Regions from separate parts of the Neogale vison genome. Here region 2 is linked to region 1. A link is a contact called in public Hi-C data. All regions are on one chromosome and are shown on one strand. The core of a region is the stretch at or near the end of the contact, and the rest is flanking DNA. Distances in the headings are between cores, read along the strand shown.

Evidence for each region. Hi-C and Micro-C count contacts between places; a contact is called where the count stands out from the background.
Region 2: a Hi-C map of muscle shows a contact between it and region 1, with 5 times the contacts expected there. The contact joins two enhancer-like sites. A contact is called at or near these places in 2 of 3 Hi-C or Micro-C datasets (fibroblasts and muscle).

The regions. Positions count from the first base shown.
Region 1 is chr6:111,543,829-111,550,493 of ASM_NN_V1, reverse strand. The region is part of intron 4 of TPRG1 (tumor protein p63-regulated gene 1 protein); the gene reads right to left. Among named protein-coding and RNA genes, the nearest start is that of TPRG1, 86 kb to the right of the region's middle. Within about 2 kb of position 3,478, the one cell type or tissue checked has open chromatin away from gene starts, as enhancers often do. A contact at or near this core is called in fibroblasts, where this site is marked.
Region 2 is chr6:112,124,410-112,131,074 of ASM_NN_V1, reverse strand. No RefSeq gene overlaps it. Among named protein-coding and RNA genes, the nearest start is that of P3H2, 160 kb to the left of the region's middle. Within about 2 kb of position 2,379, the one cell type or tissue checked has open chromatin away from gene starts, as enhancers often do. A contact at or near this core is called in fibroblasts, where this site is marked.

The sequences.
Region 1 (6,665 bases), core at 2,229-4,728:
GATTCAAATCCACATTTGTTCATTTCCCAAGCCCAAGCTCCTCCCCAAGGGATCAGGACACCCGAGCTGTCTGTGGCCCTGTACATGGATTTGACTTTACATAAGTAACTTTCCTTCTTGGGGTCTTCGGTCATCTTGAAGGTCCATTCTCCGACGCAACCTCAAATATCCAAGATTTGAAATGAAGTTCTAGTATATGTCCTATCCAAAAATAAATAAGGTAAAACATACAATGCACAATTTCCACAATGTCTAGATTGCTTTCTTTTCTATTTTCTGCTATGGCACATTTAGCTGGATTTGTCTAAGTGTTGGCACCAAATGAAGACCTTCAGTAAAGACGCAACATATTCACAGTTTCTTTATATGCGTGATGTGCAAGCTTAAGTGAGGCATCTACTGTGTGCAGAGATCTGGAAGCAGCTGCAGCTTAAACAGGCATCATCTAAATGTAGGCAGGAATTAGCTCAGGCTGACAGAAGAGGGCCCTCAAGTTGGGGACAGTCAACTGTGTGCACTAAGGCTGAAGACTGTCCCTCCACCTCTAAGCCAAAGATCCTAGAGGACTAATCATGTAGAGAAAACAGCCCATCTCTTCAAGCCACTGTGCTGTGGTGAAAATGTCCTAGACTTAGCTATGCATCACGTACCCCAAGGACTTTGATAAGATGCCTTACCTTCAAGGGAGCCTCAGTTTCCTCATCCACAAAATTTAAAATTAACCACCCTCCTGCATTTATTATGGAAGGGGGGGTGTGTGTATATGTGTGTGTGTGTCCAAATAATGAGTGCAGGGCCTTGTAGGTTCTAAGACTCTGAAGTACTGAGAGCTGACATTCTCCTTTCTCCAACCAAAATTTTGCCTGACACTTCCACTCTCTTTGATTCCCCCACCTCAAAAACAGAGATGTGATTTGTGGGGTAGGCTTTCTCTTTATTATTATTTATTATTATTATTATTTTTTTTTTTAAGCACTCTTATGGTGGGGAAAGCATGGGTTTTAGTGTCTTTGGTTTTAAACCAGTTGAACTACTGGCTGGCTTGTTGTTGCCTTAAGTATGTTTGTTAATCTTTATTTTCTTCAGGTTCCCAATCTGTCAAATGGGGTAATAATACCTTTTGAGTGGTGATATTTGAATTCAAAATGACATATTGAAAGAGCCTAACACACTTTCTGGTCCACAGTGGCTGTTCAATAAATTGTGGTGGGCACTGTAATGATATACTACTCTTTTCACATGGCCAGTGATAAACCAAGGGAAAGGAAAGATTGAGTGCCCCCCCCATCCCAGTCCCCGCTCTTGCCTGCCAATCCAACACCTCACAGCCCTTCCGGCTTTGTCAGTGACTTGCTGTGGGGGCCACTCAGTGCTAAAGGAACATGGTCAGTTGTCTTCTCCCGTGGGCTAATACTTCAGTACGTCTGCTGCCACCCAGCAACTGCCCAGGGGAACTGCATGCATTTCATACATGCCGAATTGAAAGCGGTAGTTATTTGAAAAGTCTAAGAAGCAATGAAGGGAAACCTATTTTGAAAACCCCTTCCCCAGCAATAACTTATAAATGCGGGAAAGGTTCCATGCTAAGATTGGGTCAAATTTCACGTTCCTGACAGGTATAATTTCTACAGAACCACTTGGAGCTTCTTCTCTCCTCAGCATACTACTACTACTACTACTACTACTACTACTACTACTCCTCTTATTATTATTTAAGAGTACCCAGATAAGAATTTTGAATTACACAATTTTAGTTCTGAAGGACACCTGGAAGATCAGAGCCTATGCTCCCATTGCTCTGCAGATGTTTAAGAAAAAAAAGTCCAGAGAAGAGAAGAGAGAAAATCATCAAGAGCCAGGGTCAGGGAGCTCATTTACAGAAAGTCAAAACTCTAATTCCACATATACTCTCTGATGCTGATGCTCCACTCCCTAGATGTTTCTAAAGAGTAGATTCCCTGTTTCCTGATGATGTAAAGAGAACAACACTAAAGATTTAGTCAATGAACAACCTTCTTAATTAATTACCCTTCTGTAGGTTCTCCTCTCAGCCTTGTCATTGGGGTCCCGAGCACAGTCCCCTAAAACCACAGTTTATATCTCTCCTAAAAGGGAGACTGAACCAGACACTCTAAAATCCCTTCAAGCTCCAAAAGCCTGTGTTTCTCATCACTCACTCTCATTTACTGAATTATCATAATGGCACCTTGAAAGAATTTAAACACATCAAAGTTAACAGTTGTTTTTTTTTTTTTTTCCCCTGCAATAAATTAAAAGAAACAAATCCTGAACTCTGACTCTCTGCCAAGCGTCCCTAAGTTTCCATGACCTTCCTCCAGGTGGGTTCTCTCTGAGACATACGCTATGTAGCCCTGGGGCACAGGCCAACCTGGTAATTACTCTTGCCTTTTCTTATTTGTATGTAAGCTTGTACACATGGGTAAGAGCTCTTTTCTGAGGCGATCCATTAGTCAGTGAACATTCATGCCACCCCTAATGAAAAGGAGTTCGGGGAGTTAAAAAAAAAATAATAACATATGGTTGGTGATCAAGATATGATTCGGAAAATCATGGGAAGAGTCACAGCATGTGACCTTGAAGTCACACGTTCTTATGGCAATTGTATGTTAAAGATGGATCTTGACAGAAAGATCAGAAACACTGAACTTTGAGTCAGAAAGCTAGAATAACGGGCTTTTTATTTGTGCTTTTGCCTTATGCCCTGCTTTTTGCCGTGTGTTTTTATTTGTGTTTTGTTCTGTGTTCTTTCCTTTGGGGGGGGGGAAACTGAGGATGTTAACTGGGGTATTTCTAAAGATAGATGATCCAAATACCAGTTCTAAGATTTAACTGCTGATTCTTCAGAGTCTCATTTGGTGAAAATAGAAGGAAAATACATAATATAAGAGCATTTTCCCCACAGAAAGAATAGAAAAGCTAAATTGATGGGGTCTGAAAAGCTAACATCTAAATATGGATTACAAGTAAGAACAAAGTCAAGAGTGCCCTGTGTGTGAAAGATCCACATTCTCCAGCTTCCCAGACTCTATGCTTTGGATTCCGGCAACAATCAGGCTCCCTTTCGGAGAACTGATTTGTCTCTTCATTTATTTATGTATTTATTTATTTATTTTCTATTTTATTAACATATAACGTATTACTATTTGTCTCTTTAACACCGAATCCCTGACTTGGATTCCAAATATGCTTCAGAATTCGGCCATTACGCCACTGAAGACCACAAACGCTTCTCTGAAGAAACACGGTGCCTCTAACACTGATGGGTTTTCTTGTTATTTAGAGCAACAGACTTTAATAGAACCTCAAACTGGGTGCCCTAACAGTAAGTACACAGTAAGTACTTGCAGAGTAAGTTTTTGGGTAGTTTTCAAGCATATCCCCGCAGGGATGGGATCCTGCCCTCTGCAGGAATTCCTAGGCAACTACTTCCCAAGGAGGTATTGCTCATTTAAATAAAACCTCCTGGCAACCAAATATTTATCTAGAAGAAATTGGGAGTGGCCCTGTCCAATCAGGCACCTGGTTCAGCCAATTACTCAAAAATAACAGGATTGTGGCATCCGAGGCACGCCTCCTCCCAGGGCTTTGCCAAGAAATAGCTCAGCCACCCCCCACCATCCACCCATCCTTGTCAACACGCCTCCCTGGGCATTATAAGTGAGTGGACGACACCGCACCCAACATCCAATCCAGGGCATTCTTGGCACAGACCCCGCCCCCACCCCACCCCCCGAAGGCAAAGTGGCGAGCATGCGTGACAAAATCCTTGCCTGCTGCCCCGTTCACCATAGAATGCCACGTAACGCGATCCTTACTGAGGATGGTAGCCCCATAAACCTCAAGGCAATGTTTTCAGACTTTATTTCTATCCAAGCGAATCTCAAGCAACTTGGTTCCCATGGAATCTGGAGCCATTAATCAGTGTTGCCCACAAGAAGATGATACTCAGACTCTCATACATAACTTCTTCTTTCCACACCTAGGTTAAGTATCCAACATCTCTCAGCAAGACTGACTCGAAGATCTGATCAAACTTTTCTCAGTGCTCTAACCCACGCCACACACCACCACCTGTCCGAATCATTTATTTACCACCCATTGAATACACACGGAATATTGTGTTATCAGCTGTGAAAACACCAAGATGCATAAAAGCCTTTTTGCTCTATAACTTTTATGACTTCCTTTGACCAATCAAAATATAGAAAACCTCCTTATCCTGCCTTTTAACACCATCGATCAACAGGTTTTCCTTCCTCCCCTCCCTCCCTCCCTCTCTCTACCCTTCTTGTCCTCCAGTGGCCTAGGAGGCTAGTCATGGATTCTGAAACAACTTTCCACATTTTGTATCATGTCTTTTGATAATACTCTTTCCCTAGCCCATGAGGCACTTACTGTTCTCTACCAAAATCCATTAGTCTGTTATATCTTTAGCAATAATTTTCATGCTTAGGAAAACAGTTGCCTAATCAGTGCTTCCAGTGCTCCCACAGTGCACTGCCTCTGTCAGTCATTCAGGGTTTGTCCTGTATGTGTGTTATATGAGGATTAGTTTTCTAGGTATATACTCTCCCAGCCCAAATTAGATCTCAGGTTTTTGAGAGTAAGGCCAATGTGTAATTCATCTCCTTTCCCCTGTAGAAATTATGACACCATTGTTCTCATTGGTTGAATCACCACATTAATCCTATCAAAACTAAATCTTTCTTCCAGGATCTGGGTACAGCAATATCTAATTTGCCATGAAAGAAAACAAAAAACACACAAGGAAAATGCACAATGATGGTAACTATATGAAACAGCTGAAATAATTTTTAACTAAAAAAAAAAATCAAGGAATATTTAAAACCAAGGTAATATTAATATTAATCAAGGTAATATTAATTGCCTATCATTCTTAATTATAAGTTGGGTTTTGCACCAGAACCAACTTCCTCTACCTGCCACGCCTTCAGCAAATGGGACAAAATATAACACAAGGTGTTTTAGGTAGGCACACCCTGGATTTGGGTCACTTCTCTGTGCATACCTATAAAGTCATTTCTTCCTATACACGCCTTCTGCTTGGTCTGAACTGGGAGCTACATTCTCATTCTTAGGAGCATTTTAACATGTGCTTCCCCTACTCACAGAAATAGATCCCTTATCTCCTGTTCATATGGCTCAGACTCTCCCAAACCAACTCATGAAGTTGCTATTCCTCCCAGAAAATAGACCCCAGCTCCCTGTTAGCTTGACACAGAGGGACAGGCCTAGAGCTGAGTGAACAATTAACACTCCTTTCCTGCTGAACTTACAGTGCAGACCTGTAGTCCCAGCTGCCCCACTTGGTGAGTCAACAGCTTCTTAGGGGATAGCTGTCTATGAGCACTCCCAATACCTTGAAGAATACATGTAGCATGTCATCTCCCTAATAACTCCCAGAGTTAAGTAGAAAGCGAGAGGGAACTAATAGTTTGGAGCCCACCTATAGTGGTCACCAGCCCAGCATCTCTCAAGTATCCTTCCCTAATCTTCACAACTCCATGAGGTGGGTATTACTAACCCCATTTCAGAGATAAGAACACTAACCTGAGAAAAGTCATGTATCCAAGACGGCAAGTGACAGATCTGGGATTGGAACCATAGTCTGTGGAATCCTGAACATTCTACCACATGAAACTGCCATCTCTGTCATCATCAGCCTTCAGGAGTTGGCAGAATCACCTATGCTCTGTTAGAAGGAGGTTTGGTTGTATGTAACAGAAAAAATACCAGCTAATGATGAAATGCACGTTCTCTCTAGGTAAAAGAAGATCAGAGGTGGGCAGTGTAGGAGGGGAAGGGAAGTTCCACAGAGTCACTGAGAAGCCAGGCTCCTTTCAGCTGCCCCCCCTCCACCCTTAAGTTTGATCCTTGGATCCACCATCCAGGATTGGGGCCAGAGTGCTACATCCCTGTTATAGATAGAAAGAGGGGAAAGTAGAAAAGGACAGACAAGAGCGTGTCCTTGCCTTTTGAGGAATCTTCCCAAAAGGCCCTCCCATTTCTTCTGGTTACAATTCATTGGCCAGAACTTGGTCAAATGGACATACTTAGCATCCAGAGAGTCTGAGAAATGTAATGCTTCAGTTAGAGCTATGGCCGCCCCCAATAACTTAGGGATTCTGTCAGATGGGGCGAGAGAAGAACTTTACTGAGAACTGGCATAATGACATTCGTACTTCGCAGACATTGCTCCTACTCTGAAGGTTAATTTAATGTTTTAAAGACAGAATGTGCCAGATTCTAATGCAGTTGCGAAAAGGTAGAAAAAAGAAAATTGGGTCATTTTTATTTATGCTTAGAGATACTCTAAAGAGAAGGTAAAATTTGTTGCCTTTTTTTTTTTTTTTTCCATAGTGGAAGGATCAGATGACCCAACCATGTCTGGCCTCTCACCACTATGCCCTTTTCAGAAGAGAGGACTCCCTTGGCTTCCAGGGCCTCCATTCACACTGAAAGCAATACTAAAGATTTTGTGACCCTAAGCACTGTAAAGATTGTGGACTTCTCTACTCCTGTGTAAATCAGAATACAAGCAACACAGAATCAAAAAGTAGAATATGTTCATAACCACTGAAATTGAAGTAGTTTCTTTCAAGCTTTGCAGATTAACAGTGGCG
Region 2 (6,665 bases), core at 1,130-3,629, 580 kb before region 1:
ACAATTATCTTGAGAGACACATCAGAGCGATCTTCATTTTGTAAACAGGGAAAATGAATGGTCACAGCAGAGTGTTCTGGTGAAGCTCCGGTCACTCATGAATTCGTTAATCAGACGGTTTTTGAGTGGTTACACGGCAGTGGGTTTGAGGAGGTATTCGAAAATGACCAAGGTTCCATCCTCCCGTTTGAGGAATTCAAAGCAAAGTAGAAAAGGAAATAAGATTGTTTGTGTTATACGCAGACAAGGAATCGTGGAACACGACATCAAAAACTAATGATGTACTGTGTAGGGACTAACGTAATAATAAAATAAAATAAATAAAAATGCTAACTCTTAAAAAAAAAAAGAAATGCATATAAACAAATGAAACAATACAAAATGCGGTGAGTGCTGTGATAAAGGGTTATAATAGAAGCAGGGACAAAAAAAAAAAAAAAAAAAGGCCATGGGAAGGGAGAGAGAAGGGAGTGGTGGCAAAGAGGGAAAGCTTCACAGAAAAGGCAACCATTCAGCGGGGTCTCGAGTCCTGGGTTTGCAACAGATAAGCAGAAACGAACCATGTGACCTCTCATTCCACCACAGTGTCCTCCACTGAAAAAGCATGGCCTTTGACCTGGGTGATTTCCAGGGTTCTGAAACGTTAAGCTGTCCGAGAGAGAGTGCATATAAAAGCTGGGGTTCCGGAAGGGGGGTGGGATGGGATCTTGACTGCGGATTGCCCTGGGAAAGCACTTTAATGAATGCTGTGAAAATGCAAATAAATACCAGTTTAAAAGGAAGTTTTATTTTATTTCCTAAGGAGGAGGTATATTTAAGTGGGTGGGGTGAAGCTGCCGAGGACCGTGATTCTTACTAAAAAACAGAGGAGCCGCGAGTGTCAGGGGAAGCAGAAGTGAAAGCCATCCTTCAGGGGCCTCTTCCAGTGGCCTAATCCGTTGCCGGCGAGTCTGAGAAAATTCCTATCTCACCTGCCGTGGAGGCAGCTGACTCTCAAAGTCTTCACCTTTCATCTCAGAAATGGGAATAATGAGTGTTTCCCAGCCCACCTGAGAATAGTCAGGTGCATTGTCTGAAAAGCCTAAAGCATTTGGTAAAATCAGTCAAGCTTTTAGTAAAACCAGAAACCTAGGCAATACTTTCAGGGACGACATCTCTTCTAAGGTCGGGCAGGGAATAGGGTTTCAGAGGCTTTAGGAATCCTTGGAAGTAAACCATCTCCAGCAGGAGTTAATGGGGTCCATTGGCCTCATTTCAAGGCAAAAGGCTGAATAGGACATCATGTGATGTGTACAATCACACTTACTTTGTTTGGTCCCTGTACCCGTTTTTGGTTTGTTCAACTTTTTAAATGCCTTTGAAGGTCTTAAGCAATTACATTGCTTAGATTTAGAATAAATTATGGAGCCCCGAGGCTTAGAAGCCAACTTCAAGGCTTTTGGTCACTGGAGTAGTATCCTGGGCTCTCGTGATGTTCCAGCATTTCACACATTTGCTGAACAGACACCAGTATTTCTACTTGATTTCGAGTTCAGAGTGTCAAGACCTGTTATTCTCACAAGATAATAGGAGTTAGAATTACACTTCTTTGAGGTGAATATTGGTAAGCAAGAAAGACCTGTTAAGCTTTTTCTTCTCTCGGTATCCAAGATAAGGTTATCACAACGTTTTCTAGCAAATTTGGTTCTGAGTAGTCATAATCTGAAATGTGTCCTGCTTTTAGCTACTTAATACAAGTGAAGAACAGTCATGAAGGCATTGTTGGCCCTCTCTTGACCGGGGAGTGTCAAGATTCCTGGAACAGGAATCCATTTCCCTTCATTGTTTATGGCACGGTGGTCAATAAGTGTTTTGCCGCCTCCCAGTAGACAAGGTCGTGGTTCACATACAGGGAAGAAGATGCCCTGAGTGGATGAATACTTTGCCTTAGGTCAAAGTCACAGTAGCTGTCAGTTTCCTGAGTGGAAACTAAGTGTTTGGACTCTGTCAGGACACTGCAGTTCTGACCATTTTTTTTTTTTTTTTTTTTTAGGAATCGTTAGAAGGCAGGAGGAATCCATACGGACTTATGTGACCTCAGGACTCACCCCTCTGCATACCCCAGTGGAAATCTAGAAGGAGAGTACTGTCTTCAGCAAGGTGGTTGCTTCTGGGACTCTGAGTGTGCCAGGTATGATTATGGGTCTGTTCAAACACGCTCCGGTCTCCTCCCGGGGAGCACTTTGAGCCTCCTCTGAACTTCCAGGCCGCAGGGCTGAGCACAGGGTACAGATTTTTTTCTGAGCCATTTGGCATCTGTGTAATGATTTTTGTCTCTAAGGGTAATGAAAGTACATCAGATGTTGTTCCCTGTACCATGAACTTGGCTTTGAAGCACCAGTGATCCACTTCAAAAGCTCGGCACCATGTGGAGGTTCTGTCTCTGGGGACTCTGATCTGTCGAGGTGCGCCCGTCAACCTGGGACACAGTGCCTACCAAGGCACTTACAACTAAAGGCCAGTTGTCAAAGATGTCAAAGGTGACAAACTGGCATACAGAAATCTTCAAACCACACAGCCTTCAGAATCAGCATAGAGTATACATCATGCTTTGAATGTTGGGGGGGGTGCATCATTTACATGCAGAATGATTTAGAAATTAAATGAAAAGAGATAGAGTGGCCTTCAAAGCTCAGCATAGGGTGCTTTTGGTTATTGTTTATCTGAAGTCCACACTAACCTGTCCAGAGCTGTTTAGACTAGAAAGATGACGCCAGTGTTGGAAGCTCAAGGGAAAATCACAGACACAGTAAAGTTCTGTTTTTATAATTCAGCAAATCAAGGCCACTGCAAACAGCAGACTCCCATGCTGGAAGGAGTTTGGAAAGCATCTGGTCCTACACCCCTTATAGAATTTAGAGTTGGGGACACGAAGGCCCAGGGAAAAAATTTATTGACCCATCTTTCTACAAAAGTTACTAGTAGAATCTGGACTTCAATCCAGGTCCTCTGACTCCCGGCCCAGGTCACCATCACAGAGTCAGGGTAGAGCAGCAAGGAAGAGGGCAGGTTTTGTGCCCCCCAGACAGGGAGTATCTGCAGGCTTTTCCCAGCTCTCTGATTACAGACACATTTCTTATCCCCTCATATTCAATGTCTTTGTAAAAGAGCAAGTAATACTTATCTGTTGAGTTATCTGAAGATTTAATTGAGCCAGAGGAAGGAAAATGTCAAACATCTAGCAGGCAATCATTAAAAGGCAATTGTTATTTTTACTACATGAAAATGTGTAAAAAGAAGAAAAACGGATAGGACTATGATTTCTCCAGCAATGCTTTTTCAGCTCTCATGATTTTTTTTTTTTCTTTTAATGCATTCTCCCCTGAAACATCTTGGAATCTTCAAAGTTAATTTTCATAGTGTTAGATTTACAAATGATATCTGGCCATAAACCACACCCTTCATGCTGGGGCCGGGGCACAGGAGAAGGGAAACTTGTTCTACAAAATTGAAAAGGTGTTTTAATTCCGATTTAGTTGCCAGTCACCAATCTGGAAGGAGATCCTGGCCTTCCTGCAGCCACGTCACTGGGCCCTTCTGACCTGCTCACCTCCCGCAGTGGGACATTTCAGTGGCTTTTCTGAGCCAACATTTTAGAAGGCACATTTTTTTTTTTTCCTGTTCCTTTTCCTGAGCGTTCTCTCACTTTCTTTTCATGGTGCGGAAAACACAGAATCAGAGCTTAGCAGCAGATGGCACTATCAGCATACTTTGCAGTAAGGGGTAAAAAAGGAGAGTCATTCATTCATTCATTCATTCATTCTGATAAGTCTCGATTTAACACTGAATGTGTGTTCAACATTGAGAGGGTTGCTAAACAGAAGAGGTGGCACGTAGCCAGCTGGGAGGAGACTTGCTCTGTGAGGACCCGCAGGGGACCCGTGTCAGCAGAGGAGGTATATCCGGGTGGTCTTTGGAGAGAGCAAGATTGGGGCAGGCTTAAACAGCAAAGGAGGAATTTTTGAGGAAGTTGGTCTGGAGCTGTTCCTTTAAAGGCTGAGTAGAATATGGGATGGCGAAAAGGCAAGGCGGGAACTTAAAATGGACTGTGAAAGCAAAGAGTCCTCCACGGCTGTGGCCATAGACACGATTCCTGGCGGCCACAGCTCCGACGGGTCTGACCTCTCTAGCTTTGTGTGAGCCTCCTGCCTCCCATGGGTGGCTGGTCGCACAAGCAGGACCTCATTTGGCCCTTACTGCTATCCTGGGACGTCGGCTTTACTCCTATGATGGTCCTAATTTGATGAATAAGAACATCGAGGCCTTCAGAGGGAAAGGGACTTGCTTAAGTTCACACCAGCAGTGTCTGGTCGTGCTGGAATCCAGAACTCAGTCTCGTCCCAGCTCAGGCAAGCAGGAAACCGGGGCTCTTACAACACAGGCAGTCACAGCGAAGAGAGCTTGGGACGCAGAGTGACAGTATCCGTTTCAGCTGTCAGGCGGGCTTCAGGTTACCAAGGGCCTGACCAAGAGCTAGGCTGGACTGTGGTGTTGGAGCTGATCCTGTAAACCTCAGGGAGGGTTCTGAGGTTTGGGGAAGCTAACGATGGGTGTCGGTGCTGCAGCTGCCTACAAGGGATTGGAAGGATAGGAACAGGAATCAGGGAGACCAATGAAGAAAATGTTACAGAAATTGAGGCCAGGAGTGGAGAGTCGATGGGAGTGCTCTATGCCAGTGGGGAGGAGATTTTATGATTGTCATTAATTCTTGGCACGTAGAAATGAAACAAAGCCGACTGACTTTTAAAATGACTGGTTTTTAAATTCCCTATAGATGGGGCACCTGGGTGGCCCATTCAGTTAAGTGTCTGCCTTTGTCTCAGGCTCCTCTGATCTACCAGAGTAGGACTCCCCGCTTAGAGGGGAGCCTGCTTCTCCCTCTCCCTTTGCCCCCTCCCCCACTTGTACACTCACTCTCTCTCCCTCTGCCACTCTTTAAATTAATAAATAGATTCCCTATAGACTACACATCTCCTCATTGCCCGCACCCAGAGAAGCCTAATCTCATTACTCTCCACCACACCGACACCTGCTGTCCCCTGTGACACACACATGCACACTCCTTAGTCCATTATCGCCCAGACACAACGTGAGGACAGCCTGAATCCAACTGGCAGCCGTGGGACCAAAGAGGAAAAGATTAAGGAGAGACATGTTGAAGAAAAAGAAATAAGGACTTGGTGGCTCACAGAGCCACCAAGAAGAAGATTAAAATCATGAGTCTGAGATTTTTGAGCCTAGGAAAACAATGTTATCAAAGCAAACAGAGAAAAGGGTGGGGGGGATAATCTGGTCCCACAGAGAAGGTGACCTGATGGGCCATGAGGACTTCTGGTTGCTGTTGAACACTCAGCCGGAATACAAATTTATTTCCTACTCTGGTTATGGATTTCTTACTCTTCACTTGGGATTAAAAACTTATAAATGATATGGGTCTTTTTATAGCTCTTTTACAAGTAAGAAAATGAGAGAGAGAGAACTACTGAATCATTAGTGTTACCACGCCTTGTTTAAAACCCTTCTGCTGGGACACCTGGGTGGCTCTGGGAGTTAAGCCTCTGCCTTCGGCTCAGGGTCCTGGGATTGAGCCCCATGTCGGGCTCCCCACTCAGCAGAGAGCCTGCTTGTTCTTTTCTGCCTCTCCCCGCTCAGCTCATGCGCTGGCTCTCTCTCTCTCAATCTCAAATAAATAAATAAATAAAATCTTAAAACAAACAAACAAAAAACAAAACCCTTCTGCTGACATCAAAACAAATTCTGTGGCTGTTTTATTTTCAAGGCTTACAGAACCAGACACATCGGGGCCCCTGTCTACAGCCTCTCCTCCCAGTGATCCCCCCACACACTGTTCTCTCTTGGCTTTGGGGTGTTTGCCCTCTGTTCTCTCTGTCTGGAGCACGCTCAGCTCTCAGGCTTCTGGCTCTCCAGGCTCCACTAGCTCATTGAGGCAACAGTGCAGCCAACTGTCCCAGGTCCCAAGAGTGAGGGGGAAGAGTTAAGAGTGTTAAAACCAGGATGGCCCCCGGGCAAACCTGGACAGCTGGTCACCCTACAGCCCATGTCCATTCTAGTCTTGGATGTTTCTTCCTCCAGGAACCCTCCTCTGACCTGCTCTTGCACTAAGCTAAGTCCGGTCTTCCTGCTATGTGGTTGGGCTCCAGCTTTTGTTCTCTTCCAGGACATTTCTCGATTTCCTAATTACTGACTTCAAGTCTATCTGCCCTGCTTTCCACATTAGCTGTCTTAGTGCCACCTCCTCTTTCTCCACCCAGGTCCAAGTAACCTTTGTCTCTCCCTGAATGAATGAAGCAGGCTCCTAACTTCTCTCCCTGCTTCCACTGTTCAGTGCACTGTTCAGTTGTGTTGAGTCACTCAACACAAAAGCCAGTCATCCTTTCAAATCATAAGCCGGCCCATGTCACTCCTCTGCTCAAAACCTTTCCCTGGTTTTCTACTGTTTTCCACTGGAAAACAGTCCTTACTGCTCCTAGAACATGCCCAGCATATTCTTGGCTCAGGGCCTTTGCACGCACTGTTTTGTATGCACTACTGTTTTGTAGGCACTGCTGTTTACACCTGTATCTTTCTCCCCTCAGCTGTTCACACAGCTCATCTCACCCCCCACC